3 separate regions of the Zea mays genome follow, and all the other regions are linked to region 1. The links are chromatin contacts, called in public Hi-C maps. All regions are on one chromosome and are shown on one strand. The core of a region is the stretch at or near the end of the contact, and the rest is flanking DNA. Distances in the headings are between cores, read along the strand shown. Region 1 holds the start of LOC100193864 (Alpha carbonic anhydrase 4). Region 2 holds the start of LOC100281256. Region 3 holds the start of LOC100281814.

Region 1 (4,593 bases), core at 1,781-4,280:
ATTCACAATATCCACTAAATTAGCTGACATGGCATTCTTACTCATGAAATATTTTTTTCCTCACATAAAGAGTTTTTTCACAACCTCACATGAAAACCCTAAAATCTAGTGTGTGGAAAAGACAAACTGTCGGCTCTCTATCATTATATATTACTAATACATAACATGTGCATAGAAAAAGGGTGGATTTGTTCGAGAGACCAAATCGTTAATTTCAACTGCCTTCCAACACCATCTACCCCCAAAAAAATCTTAAGGCGTCCAAAAAAATACAAAAATTAGTAATCCTTATCCAGAGACGTACAAGTGATGCGAAAAAATCACATGCTGGAAAATTCCGAAAAAATTCTGAGACACAAATCCGGTAATTTCCGACAAAACCGGTAACCGAAGGAAACGGTCGGTAAAACATCACGCCGATTCCGATAGAAAATTCCGAAAAACGATTCTGTTTTCGAAAAATAATGTTACCGGTGAATCCGATCGGAAAATTTCGAAATCGGTATCCGGAATACCGAAAATTTCTGAACCCGATTTCATCCCTAGTCGTGGTGGCAGATGGGACTTGGGAGGGAGTGGCTGGACTGCTGGCGGCCGGGCTAGCGAGACCGCGACCTCTTGGAGCCTGTAGCCATGGTCCGCGTGGACATGGAAAATGGGAGTTGGTGGTGGCGGGTGCGGAAGATGGCAGATGGGATGGGAGTATGGGACTCAATCACTCTACCACTTTGGAGCTATTCACATGTTCTGTTGTTGTCTCCGTCTTGTTAGGGTTTCACCGGTGGTTGTGTGCCTATGTAGCTAGACTAGGCTCGCGAGGTAGGTCGGGCTTTGCTTGTTAAGAACCGACCTAAAATGTTGGCTCAATTCGTGACTCATTTCAAACGAGTCGAGTCGAGCCGAGCGTCTAATGAGTCGTGAATGTGTTATCGAGCCACGGGTTTTTTATCTAGGTCTAATTAGGAACCACATTAGCTTATTAAGAGTAGTTACTGTGCATCCATCATTCTCATTAGCCTTGATCAGATGAAGTGAGGGTTTACATGTATTACTCTTGGTGATCGACATCATATAGGCGGTTTTGATGGCAATTGGAAATGTGATGATCACTTAAAGAGTTTGTGAGTGACTCAAATCAAGGTTGTACACAGTTCCGAACGATTCACTGTAATGAAAAGACAAAGAACGAGCACATAAAGAGCATTTGGTCCTTATACGAACCAAAACGAAGCGATACCCTTACACAGGTGGTCCAATGAGATCTAGAGAGGAGTATCGAGCCTTTGATACTTGGCAATTCCTCATAATGTCTTTAAACATTTATATTTAAGCAATTCTTTCAAGTATTTACATTACTAAAATTATGGTAGTAGTATAGGAGTGGAACTTAGTGTGTAAAACTTCTGTTTACACAAAGATGGCATGCCTGTTTAATTTGCATCGAGACATCAATTCGCCAAAGATTTTCAACCCATACTCTCGGGAGGGTGAGCTACTGTTCTAACCTGTTTCACCAAAGAAACTGTCAATACTCAGCACACGAGCTTTCGAGTATATATAGGAAGCCGAACAAAGAAGCATCGTGGTACGTCTTCAAGGCTCACGTTCTCCTCGATCAGGTTGCTTCTGGCGCCGGCGCCGGCGCCGGCGCTTCTGTGGCTCCTGCTGCTTTGTAGTAGCGAACAACGCGGCTGTTGATTTTCTGAGCCGGCCGTGCATTTGCCTCCACCGACGTACGTAAAATGAGAAATAAACAATAAGGAGAGACGACAAGGGGTTTAGGATCACTCTGCTTTGCTCAGCGTTCTGTCGGTGACCTAGCTAGCTACGTACCTCCTTCACCGACTCGATGGAGTGGATCTCCTCCTTGGATGCATCTGCTACCTTGCTCATGATAGTCCAAAGCACTCCTTGAGTGCAGGGTGGGGTTGTAAGCGAGCCCTCGTACCCGTAGTATCCAGAGGCCTTGTCTATCCAGGCTGCCGGATCGACGACGGGGCCCTTCACTTCCTCCGTGCCGTTCTGTTTACCAGCGAGCCTCTCGAAGTAGGGCTTGAGCTGCGTTGTGGTGTTAATTAGTAGCATCCAGCTAGCGTCTATATAGCGAGGTCATCGTCGTCATCTTCTTAATTTGCAGGCAACGTACGTACGTACATCGCGGAGCAGCTTGCTGGACTTGCCTGCTTTGGCGCTGAACAGCACCGCGACGACGGCTTTCGACTTGGCGTCGGTGGAGTCCTCGTGGACCATGTGCATCTCCGCGTCAAAGCTTCACACCCCAACAAGCAGGTGAGAAAGATTGATGAATGTAATGGGGGCAGTGAGTGAAACCAATCCTCACCGGGTGCCGTTGACGGTGTGCTCAGAGGGAACGTGCCAGTGCACCTGCTTCAGCTTGTACTTCTTCCCTTCGATTGTCAGGCCGCCGTTCCCTCCTGTCCAGTTCAGCTACACCCAAGAAGACAACAAATTGGACAAATGTTCACAACGGGATTATATGGGGGGGTGGGGGCTCATCTGATCTGACCATGAAATCGTGGAGTCTGTTGTGCATGACGGCGTCGCCAGGCTCGTAGGTCTGCTGCAGCGGGTCTAAATCCTCAGAGACCTCCACCTTGGCGACGTCGATCGGGGACTGCTCGGTGCCGCTGTCACAGACATCCCAGTCCTTCTGCAATGTGGCCCATTTTGTAGGCCCGGTCGGGTCACCCTCCCTGTAGCTGAAGGATGACTGGGGTGTGGCTGCACGATAATCAAACGTAACCGAGAGCTAGCATATGGTCAGATTTATCTTATGATGGCCAAGATGAAACGGGACAGAGATAGAGAGACATCGATTTGAGTTTCAGGACAATTTAATGGACAATTTGGTGCTCCAGGACTTACTGCCCACTGCCGACGCATACCGCGCGCACAAGGCGACGATCGCAAAGGTGATGGCGGCCAGCGCTACGTCGTCCCGTCGCCGAGCCATCGCCGCTGCAGATCGTCGCCGTGGACACAAATAGCGGGCGGGCGCCGGCGGTGTGCAGAGCCAGAGCCAGAGCCAGAGGCCGTGTCCGTGTGCGCTTACGTACGGGAGGGCCGCCTTCAAAATAGGAGAGGGATGAATGGCCTTGGCCTCACATCGCCTATGGAGTATTTTTGGGCTACTAACTATATATGTTGTGTACGCTGTAGGCCATCTTCGTTATTGTGGCATATGCGACAAGTGAACGAATTAATTAATTCCAAGAGATTTTGTGCCTTTATTTATGCAAAAGGGATATTGGGTTAGCTGACAACAAACAAACATAACCCTTTTTATATATATATGCGTGACCGGAGGAACGAACTCGGTTCGTTATGTCATTCATATATGTGAGCGACGGGGCGGATGAATGAGCAGGCAGTGGCAGAGGGGACGGCTCGGCCGAGGGCAGAAGCCACAATGGCGAGGAGGAGGCGGCGGCGCATGTCGAGATGCTGGCATCGGAGGGAAGAGAGCGGCGGCGGAAGGAAAAGAACGAGCGCTATAGGATGCGGCGCTAAGCAGACACCATAGTCTATAGCACCGAACAAATGGTTAAAAAATGAAATTTAACATGAAATTTCTTCAAAAAAAAGGATCAAAATAAAAAAATCGGACGCCAGTAGGATACGAACAGTTAGCACTGATTTGGTGATCAGGGATCTCAAGAGAATCTATGGGAAGAAATCCCCTTACAATTCAATTTTAAATAACAAAAGAATTCCTCCCCATGGATCCCCTCAGAATCCCTGATCACCAAATCAGTCCTTACGTTTCTTGGGTTTTTAAAATATTTTTTTGTTGGTTTTCCTGGCACAGGAAAGAAATAATAGTGAAGCCCAGCCTAGTTTCCTACTGGAGAGTTGGGCCAAGGCGGATAGTGGGCCGCAAGCCGAACTTATTCATAGCTCACAGCCTAAGAACACAGAGGCAGTGCCGTAGGTGAGTGTTGGCCCAAGGCAGGCTTGTGGGCCGCTCGCAGAACCTAGTCACGGCTCATAAGCCATAACCTAGAAACTCCCTCCGACCAGCGCGCCACCTTGCGGCCCCCGGCACGGCTGGCGTCACGCCATTGAAGGCGCCGCATCTATGGTCAGGTCGGGAGCCGCGTCTTATCATAACTCATCATCATCGCCTTGTTGTTGCAGCAGCGGCAGCGATGCCTGCCAGCATCTATCTTGGCCAGGCCACTGCTCTGCTGCTGCCTGCTGCGTGATGGTGCGCCTACTGTTCCATGCCTGCTCGCTATAGCTCTACGCTCGCGATGCTTTGCCACAGTGACGGACGCATGCAGTTGCAGAGGCCATGCATATCATATCGCTGTGTTGCAGTTGCAGGGGCTTGGGGGGTTGCGATTCTAGTAACTGCGACTGCGAGCGAGCACGTTGGTTGTTTGTCTGTACTCGGCGAGATTCCAGTCGATCTTGCGAGCCACTGCTCCCTCAGTTCAAAATACACACACACACAGAGACCGTAATACTAGATTGTGGACGAAAGGAGCGAGTAATATGATAGGGATTGTAATCTTGTGTTTTGGACGGAGAGAATAGTGCGGTAGCATCACCCACATACTAGTAAGTAAC
Region 2 (4,516 bases), core at 703-3,202, 260 kb after region 1:
GGTAGGATAATGATGGCCCCCCTGTGACGTGGTCGGTCCGAGCCCTGGGTCGGGCGAGGCGGAGGCTCCTCCGAGGTCGAGGTCGAGTCTGTCTTCCGAGGTCGAGGTCGAGTCCGAGCCCTGGGTCGGGCGAGGCGGAGACCATCGTCTAAGGCCGAAGCTGAGTCCGAGCCCTGGGGTCGGGCGAGGCGGAGTTCATCGTCTTCCGGGGCTGAGGCCGAGTCCGAGCCCTGGGGTCGGGCGAGGCGGAGTTCGTTGTCTTCCGGGGCCGAGGCCGAGTCCGAGCCCTGGGGTCGGGCGAGGCGGAGTTCGTCGTCTTCCGGGGCCGAGGCCGAGTCCGAGCCCTGGGGTCGGGCGAGGCGGAGTTCGTCGTCTTCCGAGGCCTAGGCCGAGTCCGAGCCCTGGGGTCGGGCGAGGCGGAGCTTCCTATGGCGCCCGAAGCCGGACTTGGCTGCTGTCAGCCTCTCTCTGTCGAGTGGCACAGCAGTCGGAGCGGCGCAGGCGGCACTGTCTTCTTGTCAGGCCGATCAGTGGAGCGGCGAAGTGACTGCGGTCACTTCGGCTCTATCGACTGAAGGGCGCGCGTCAGGATAAGGTGTCAGGCCATCCTTGCATTAAATGCTCCTGCGATACGGTCGGTCGGTGTGGCGATCCGGGCCACGTTGCTTCTCGGCGAAGACTGGGCCTCGGGCGAGCCGAAGGTGTATCCATTGCTTGAGGGGGCCCTCGGGCGAGACGTGAATCCTCCGAGGTCGGCTGCCCTTGCCCGAGGCTGGGCTCGGGCGAGGCGAGGTCGTGTCCCTTGAGTGGACCGAGCCTTGACTTAGTCGCACCCATCAGGCCTTTGCAGCTTTGTGCTGATGGGGGTTACCAGCTGAGATTATGAGTATTGGGGGTACCCCTAATTATGGTCCCCGACAAGAAGTGACATGAAGTGATGTACCTTTGCGTTTTACCTTTTCAAGGGGTTTCTAGACTTGTGTTGGATTTAGAATTCATTTGCAAGCTCTTGTTGGCATAGTTGTGACATAGGTCCAAGATATCAAATGAATATTGTCATACTAATTGAAAGATAAATCTTGATACCTAGAGTCTAGATGTCACCTAACATTTTCTTATCATAACAAGAGGCAACATAAAAATTGCACAAGTATGGATTATACAACTAGTGATCATGTACGAAAATACCAATTGAAAACACCAATTGATACAATTTGATGTTCAAGGCAAAGGTATGGCAATTTGATGTTCAAGGCAAAGGTACGAAAATACCAATTGAAAGACACCAATTTGATGTTCAAGGCGACGCTCCCGAGACAAGCGGACAAGCGACGACGGCGCTCCTGAGTAGGGGTGGGCGTTCGGGTTACCCGGAAATTTCGGGTCAGGTAATTCGGGTATTTAAAATTTTGGGTTTTGAGAATCGATACTCGAAATTACAATGGGTTTTACAATACCCGAAAATTCGGGTTCGGGTATTCCCGAATTACCCGAATTGTTGTGTCGGCTTCATAAAAACATATACACCCTATTAAATTAGTATAAAAATACAATTTAAATAATGATATACATGGACATATAAAACACAAGCAATCTACAATCACAAGTTATGCACACTTAACATAATTATAAATGTACAAATTAATAATTAAGTATAACATGAGTACATAACACATGAAAGTTCGGATAATTCGGGTACCCAATTGTGATACCCGAATAATCTAAAATAAATTCGGGTTTTGCAAGTTGTTATCCAAAATTTTTAATTAAAATTCAGGTTTTAGGTATTTCAAGTTCAAGTATTAGAGGTTCAGACTTCGGGTTACGGGTTTTTAGCCAGGCCTACTCGTGAGGCGGGCGAGCGGTGCCATCGCACCCTGCCCATGAACCACAGTGGTGGCCCCGATGCACGAGTGGTGAAATCGGATTATGGGAGCTTGCCACATCGGACGTCGTTCCACTTCCACACCCTTCTCTTCTATCAATTTCACGGTTCCACCGCTTTGTTCGTATTTTGCCTTTGCTTCGCTTGGCTTCCTCCCTCCGAGGTTCCCCAGACCCCCAACCAACCAAAACCCTATCCGCCGCCCCCGCCCCCGCCCTTGGCTGAGGACATGTATCCACCGCTCGGGGACGCATAGGTTGTGTTACGAGTGGGAGAAAGCTTCTTCAGTACGTGCTGATCTCTCCGCCACACCTGCACAGGAGTGGCCATAGATCGCCGGAACGCGCCTCCGCCGCCGGACGCGGCGGCGGAGAAGGATGAGAGCACCCAGGGTCTACAACTCCCGGAGGACATCCGCTGGGAGCGGCTCGACAAGGCGCGCTTCTTTGTCGTGGGCGCCGGGCTCTTCTCCGCCGTCTCGGCCGCGCTCTACCCCGCCGTTGTCCTCAAGACGCGCCTCCAAGTCGCCCCTGCGGCGGCCGCGGCGGCTGAGTCAGCAGCGCTCCCGCCCTCCGCCGTCGCGGCGGCGACTGCCATCCTGCGCCAGGAGGGGCCCCTCGCCTTCTACCGCGGCTTCGCCACCTCCCTCGCCGGCACCATCCCTGCGCGCGCGCTGTACATGGGCGCGCTCGAGGCCACGCGCTCCGCCGTCGGCCCAGCCGCGCTCAGCTTCGGCGCCGCGGAGCCCGCTGCGTCGGCGGCAGCGGGCGCAGTGGCGGGCCTCGCCGCCGCCGTCGCCGCGCAGGTCGTGTGGACGCCCGTCGACGTCATCAGCCAGCGCCTCATGGTTCAGGGCAACCCCTGTCCTGCCTCCCGCTACCATGGCGGCCTTGACGCCTTCCGCAAGACCGTGGCTTCTGACGGACTACGCGGCCTGTACCGTGGGTTCGGCATGTCCATCCTAACCTACGCCCCCTCCAATGCTGTGTGGTGGGCAACTTATTCACTGTCGCAGAAGATAATTTGGAGTGGAATTGGCTGCTACTTGTGCGATTATGGTGTTGGTGTCCAGGAAATTGATCTCGGTGATGGGGATTCTTTGCTGCAGCCAGGTTGCAAGACTGTCATGGTAGTTCAGGGAGTGAGTGCCGCGATGGCCGGTGGTGCATCTGCGTTTGTGACCATGCCACTGGACACCATCAAAACCAGGATGCAAGTCATGGATGGGGACGGTGAGCCGATTACGGTGGGGAGGACAGTGCGTAGGCTGATCAAGGAAGGTGGGTTGGCTGCTTGTTACAGGGGCCTAGGCCCGAGGTGGGCGTCCATGTCATTGTCTGCCACCACCATGATCACCACCTATGAGTTCCTCAAGCGGCTCTCAGACAAGGGCCAGGGGAGTGATCTTGCATGATGTTTGATAACCAGTATAGACAACAAGTGATCAGGTGCATTTGCTTTGTTTCTTTATCGTTTCATTTCCAGCATGTTATGTGTTGAAAAAAAATGGTGGGCTAATGTTTGTAGATAATTTTTGTTTGCTCTTATAATCAAGTTTTCCGACGTGGTGCAATTTACGTTGGTTATATATTGTAGTTCTCATATCATGTTGTTCTAGTTGCATTTATTGGCATCAAATTGGTGGTTATGGCTTGGTATGATTCAGTTTTGCTTACTCAAACCTTTGTTTGTGCTGAAGTATTGATGTTTGTAATACAGTTGTTGTTAAGTGCCTTTGGACTTCTGTGAACGCTAACAATGTTGTCCATGCCCCATGTTAGTAGAACTAGAACATTGTCATGTTTGCTTAGGATGTCTGTAAATTTACTGGCACCTGGTTGTGAGCAAGAATATAGATTTATACTCACGATTGCAAATATTGTACTGCTGATTCTAGTATAATTGGTATGTGTTTTTTCTGTTTATACTAGCACCATGCTTAACAGCAGACATGTCAAATAGATCCATTTTTTTCCTATTCGATGACACCAAGCATCAGATGGGCTTTGTGTCAATTATTCCGTCTCTATTCTGTTTCTGTTTCTTAACCAGGTTTATGACAGAATCTGAATATGCTTGATAGACATTAATACTAGTTTACAGTGTAGCCTGATACTTCTGCAGCTTGCAAGCAAGTGAAATCGATATGTTATACATGAATTCTTAGGGGGTGTTTGAATGCACTAGAGCTAATAGTTAGTTGGCTAAAAAATTGCTAGTGAAATTAGCTAGGTAAGTATGAGTTAATTTCTAAACTCTCGATAGCCGGTTGTAGTGTGTTTTTTTTTTGTTCTTTGTTTCGGTTCTCTTTTTGTACCTCTGTGTACTCATTATTATTAATAATAAAATTTGTACTGTAGGGGTTTTCCCTACAACCTTTTCCTTTCAATAAACTATGAGCTAATTTGCTAAAAGTTTCTAACAGTTAAACTATTAGCTAGACTGTTTCGATGCCTTCAACTAATTTTAGTAGCTATCTATCACCTCTAGTGCATTCAAACATGGCCTTATACACAAGGCAAGGGTGCAGTTTGAGCTGTCGGAATGGAGTTGTGGAAACACGCACTTGTGTCATTTTACCCTTATTTATCATTCTTATTCCACCTCATTCAGTTTGTTATTGGAGAAGGT
Region 3 (4,433 bases), core at 1,401-3,900, 360 kb before region 1:
AATTCACCATGATATTAAAAATATTATCAAGGCCACCCGACTGCCTTAATGTTTCTTTGAAATTTCCTCTAAGTTTCGACACCATGTCAGATGTATTTGTGAAAATGTTATAGCACCTTTGATTGATGATGGCAAGCCTTGCTACTAAATCAGGTTTATTAAATTAAAGGTAATACTTGGATCTCCAATGCCTCTTCAGTTATCTTGGAACAATTACTGTAACATATATTTGTCTTGCAGCAAGGTTTATTAAATTAACTAACTTCTAAATAAACGAAGGAACACAACTTACTTTGCATTCTAAAACACATACACGTTATCGAGTTCTTCAATTGACCTATCCAATACCTTTACTTTTGCATCCTTCCCTTCATCATATGCCTTCTGAATTTCTATCTTTGATTGTCAAGTCTGCAGAGCTTGTCTATTTGTGAATACCAAAAGTTGGTTCAAACCCGTCACATGTGTTGCAATGTAAACGTCTGGTGTCCTTTTTAGGTGTGCTCTTTTAATTTGCCCTTTTTACTCTCTGCTGAAGCTGACTAATTATAACATTTTAGGAAATGCAGTGAGTCCTATTGTGCTGTAAAATTAAGAGAAAATTGCTAGACAATTAACTCTCTTGTTGTCTTAAAAACACAGTATTTGGCTGATGTAGTTTTTTTGTTCAGACTGATAAACATGGGAACTTGAAGAGCTGTTCTACAGTTTCATGCTGATAATGTGAAGCAGAGTGAAATGATTGTGACCTTTGCCATGCGTGCTGGTTTTGCTGGTGGATTGGTTGACTGGCCTCATATTCAGTTACCATGTAACAATGGAGTTTGAACAATCCTATAGATTCGATGTCTATGCTTGTGAGCATGCCTTTCTTCTGATGGTTCAAAAGTGAAGAAGTCCTACCTTGTCCTCATTTGTGGCACATCAGATTTTACCTACTCGTAAAAAAGGAATATTATTTAAAAACTACATTAACTACCTTGTGAATGCATTGAAGAATAAACTAACATGTGATTGGTTCGAACCTGTAAGATGTTCGCCTCCTAACAAGGAAACAAGTACAAGTGACTCTGTAAAATCTGACTCTATAAAATACACTATTAGTGATTCAGAAAAGCCTGATTGATGAATGATTACTTGAATTAAATTTTATCAGTTACATCATAACATGTTTTAACAGTTTGGATCCTAACTAGCATTGTTACTTGCTTTTTATCACTCTTTGAACGCAAGAGTTTTCAGTCTGCTCTCTGTAACTACCTATGAAGATAGGTTTCTTTCACACAGTGATAGAATTTAGAATTTTCAATAGGCCAATGAATTGGATTTCTTTCTGCTCTGTTGGGGAGGGCAGTGAGTGGTGCTGCTACAGTCTTAGAAATGATGGTAAAGATTTTTTTTAGATAATGGAATGATGGTAAAGATATTGAGCCTTTAGTTTTATTCCAAAGATGCTCTTTGTTACTTGTCATCCTTACACAACTTATATTAACATTAATTTCTAATGACTTTTCGCCTAAATCTGGTGCCCTGATGTGTTTATTTAAATCTTACTATTACCATCTAATTAATATAGTTGCACAAAACTATGTTGGTTCGTCGACATTAGCTTCTGTCTTAAACAACTGTAGGGCGCCCGAATGGGCGCCTAATGTTCTAGTTACCTTAATAAACATAAAGGAGGATAAAAGCATCATGATCCATGATCATGGACAATTTATAACTGCGGGTGTTTGGGACTGCTGCAGCTCTAGAAAATTTGATAGAGTTGGTAGAGCAGGTCATTAGATGCTCCAGAAAACTGCGGAACTGGAGTTGTGAACCTTTAGATAACATTTAGTCATTTAGATAAATCGTTTTGTTTATTATTTAAATTAAAAATACTTTTTAAGCTATGCAAATTTATATTATAAACTATAGCTCCAGCTGGAGCTGGAACCTGGGGCAGTCTAAAACACCCCCTTAGTTTACTATTCACAACAATTATAAGTCCAGAGCCTGCTTAGGGAAATGGAGATTAACCCGAATCGAAAGTCTGGCATCATTGTAACATAAGTTTTTTACGTCGCATGCAAATTCGCGTGATTTCCTAAAATTATGCTTATCTTCAATCGTACAGATAATATCAAAAACCGGGATCGACTCAATCATTTGGATTTCAAAAACCCTAAATTCATCCACCAATCCCATCAGTCTTTAACAAATCAAGCAGTATCCTCACCTCCACTCTGAATCGTCCCCGTAGGGTGAGTAATAGTCGTATCCGATCTCATCCTTGTTCACGCAATTGAACATGAGCGCCGCCAGCGAAGCGAAGATCCCTGCAAAATGCCCATGCCCATGCCCAACGGAATCGCACCCATCAATCGAACCCCAAAGCTCTCAAGCGAAAAATGGAGGCTACTCCTCGAATCTTAGGGCTCCCGGTCTCACCTGGAAGGTAGTGGAGGAAGGAGACCTGGACCGCGCTGCAAACGACCGCGTCCACCCAGAACCACCATCCGGCCCCGAAGATGGCGCCGGACACGCCCGGGCCGATGATGCCCCAAAGCAGAGCAAGGTTCTCCATGGTCGCGACCTCTCCTCACCAACTCCTCCCACCAAGCAATCTCCTCGTCGTTCTGCTCTTCACCCTTTTTCGGGAGAAATTATTCTTTTCTAAGTGGAAACTGGAGGTGGGTAGAGTCACTGGGCCAAACAATCTCCGTCCAATAAAGCCCAACTTGGTATTTTCTTTGAGCCTGTTGCGCCACGCATGTTTATGGGCCTATCGAATCGCGTTGAGATGGACGTAGTGGCGCTTGGGGCTGTTCGTTGTGGTGGTGCGGCAGGAAGAGACGATGGCGCGAGGTGGCGCGTGGGCCGCGGTGGCGGCGGCGGCCGTGTGGTGGATGGCGGCGGGGGCCGGGGCGGTATGGCTGGAGATTGCGCCGTCAGGGACTAAGTGTGTGTCGGAGGAGATCCAATCCAACGTTGTTGTCATCGGCGACTACTCCGTCCTCTATGATCACCACCACGCCCAGCCTACCATCTCCGTCAAGGTAACCAATCGTTTGGACCTACAAATGCGAGGACATATCATGTGCAATCACTTATCCTGGTGCAAGCGTGCAATCAAGCGATCTGGTGCATCCGATCTAGATCTAATGATGACTGTTATTTTATATTTAACCCATTCCACCTAAAACATAGTACCTATTTTACTTTTAACCCCTTCCATATGAAACCGTTGGATCTAGATTGGATGCTCTGGATAATTTGATTGCACGCTTGCACCAAAATAAGTGATTGCACGGGATATATCCTCTACAAATGCAATATCAGACTAAAACGGCGTTACGACGTAATTAGTTTAAGGGGGATAAATTGAACTAAAATAGTAGTTGACACCGTAATTAATTAATTAGCCGACCTAGAAAACACCAGTTGGGGTATCCATTTGCATCCACCAGATCGGGATTGATCGAAGCAGTACAGCATGGGAGGTGATAGACAAAAAATGTACTGTTATATACATTGTAATTTTTGTGGATCGGTTGGTACTCCTCTATTTTCTATGCTTTTGTGTAGACTAGGATTGGAATGGGAGTGCATTATGTGTAGTAACTGTTCTCAAATATTTATCATTCGCTAGTTTATTTTTAAACTAAACCGCGATAAATAAAAAAGGTCGGAGGGAGTATTATGGAAGGAAGTGCATTATGTGCAGTAGCTGTTATTTCTTTGACGTCATGGAGTTATGGTATTAGGTACTATTAGCTAACAATCGATGACAATTGTCAACTTGAGCACATCGGACATGTGATTAGCCATTGGGAGATATCACATATGCCTCTTTTCATTGTGGTCACGCAGTCTGTGGGTGTACTAAAAACACTATTTGAAAACTATTCTGCTAGCTCAGATGCATGATAAAAATTAAAAACAGTTTTTCCCGTTATAAAAGATACATAACTCTCGTTATTGTTTGGGAAAGAAAAAAATCATTGTGATTTTATTGCTGTTGCGGCTCCCCATTAGTTTTAGGTTCAGTCAAATTGGTCCTGAATACGGCAAGTTGTTGATTCCTTTCGTCCTGTCCTAGGCCTTCTCCATTTTTTCTGCACTATTGTTTGTGGTACATGTACATCAAATGGATCACGGTTACATTGTTAGTTCTTCAATAATGAAACTGGAAGATGCTGTCCAACACCTTGCTTATCTTGCATGTGGGCCATAAACTCGACCTTCGATTAGAGGGAACTACAAATGGGCGCCATTTTGTTGGATAGAGTTGTGATTATGAAACACAGGAGACATGGAATCCACCTCCATATTGCAACATTTTACCCTCAAAAGCCTTTGACTTATTTGCGCATGGTAGTGGTAGTGGATAAATCTATTGCAATTCACTTCATAGAGAACATACTGGTAACTTTGCTGGGAGAGGAACT

What was found. Hi-C and Micro-C count contacts between places; a contact is called where the count stands out from the background.
Region 2: a Hi-C map of tassel shows a contact between it and region 1, with 2.4 times the contacts expected there. The contact joins the promoter of LOC100281256 here to the promoter of LOC100193864 in region 1. A contact is called at or near these places in 2 of 25 Hi-C or Micro-C datasets (ear and tassel) and 1 of 3 datasets of contacts at active chromatin or transcription factors (leaf).
Region 3: a Hi-C map of leaf mesophyll shows a contact between it and region 1, with 6 times the contacts expected there. The contact joins the promoter of LOC100281814 here to the promoter of LOC100193864 in region 1. A contact is called at or near these places in 4 of 25 Hi-C or Micro-C datasets (ear, leaf, leaf mesophyll and 1 more).

Annotation. Positions count from the first base shown.
Region 1 is chr2:190,143,528-190,148,120 of Zm-B73-REFERENCE-NAM-5.0, reverse strand. LOC100193864 (Alpha carbonic anhydrase 4) reads right to left here and starts at 3,030. Exons shown (of 6, transcript NM_001138944.1): 1 at 2,887-3,030; 2 at 2,528-2,742; 3 at 2,342-2,448; 4 at 2,155-2,269; 5 at 1,834-2,058; 6 at 1,311-1,723. The coding sequence starts at 2,974. The coding sequence ends at 1,616.
Region 2 is chr2:189,884,363-189,888,878 of Zm-B73-REFERENCE-NAM-5.0, reverse strand. It overlaps LOC100281256, which reads left to right and starts at 1,952. Exons shown (of 1, transcript NM_001154175.2): 1 at 1,952-3,473. The coding sequence starts at 2,565. The coding sequence ends at 3,299.
Region 3 is chr2:190,505,016-190,509,448 of Zm-B73-REFERENCE-NAM-5.0, reverse strand. It overlaps LOC100281814, which reads right to left and starts at 2,650. Exons shown (of 4, transcript NM_001349039.1): 1 at 2,434-2,650; 2 at 2,222-2,321. The coding sequence starts at 2,569. LOC100285181 reads left to right here and starts at 2,794. Exons shown (of 4, transcript NM_001158075.1): 1 at 2,794-3,041. The coding sequence starts at 2,841. LOC103647474 (a long non-coding RNA gene) reads right to left here and starts at 2,214. Exons shown (of 2, transcript XR_562868.2): 1 at 1,026-2,214; 2 at 1-935.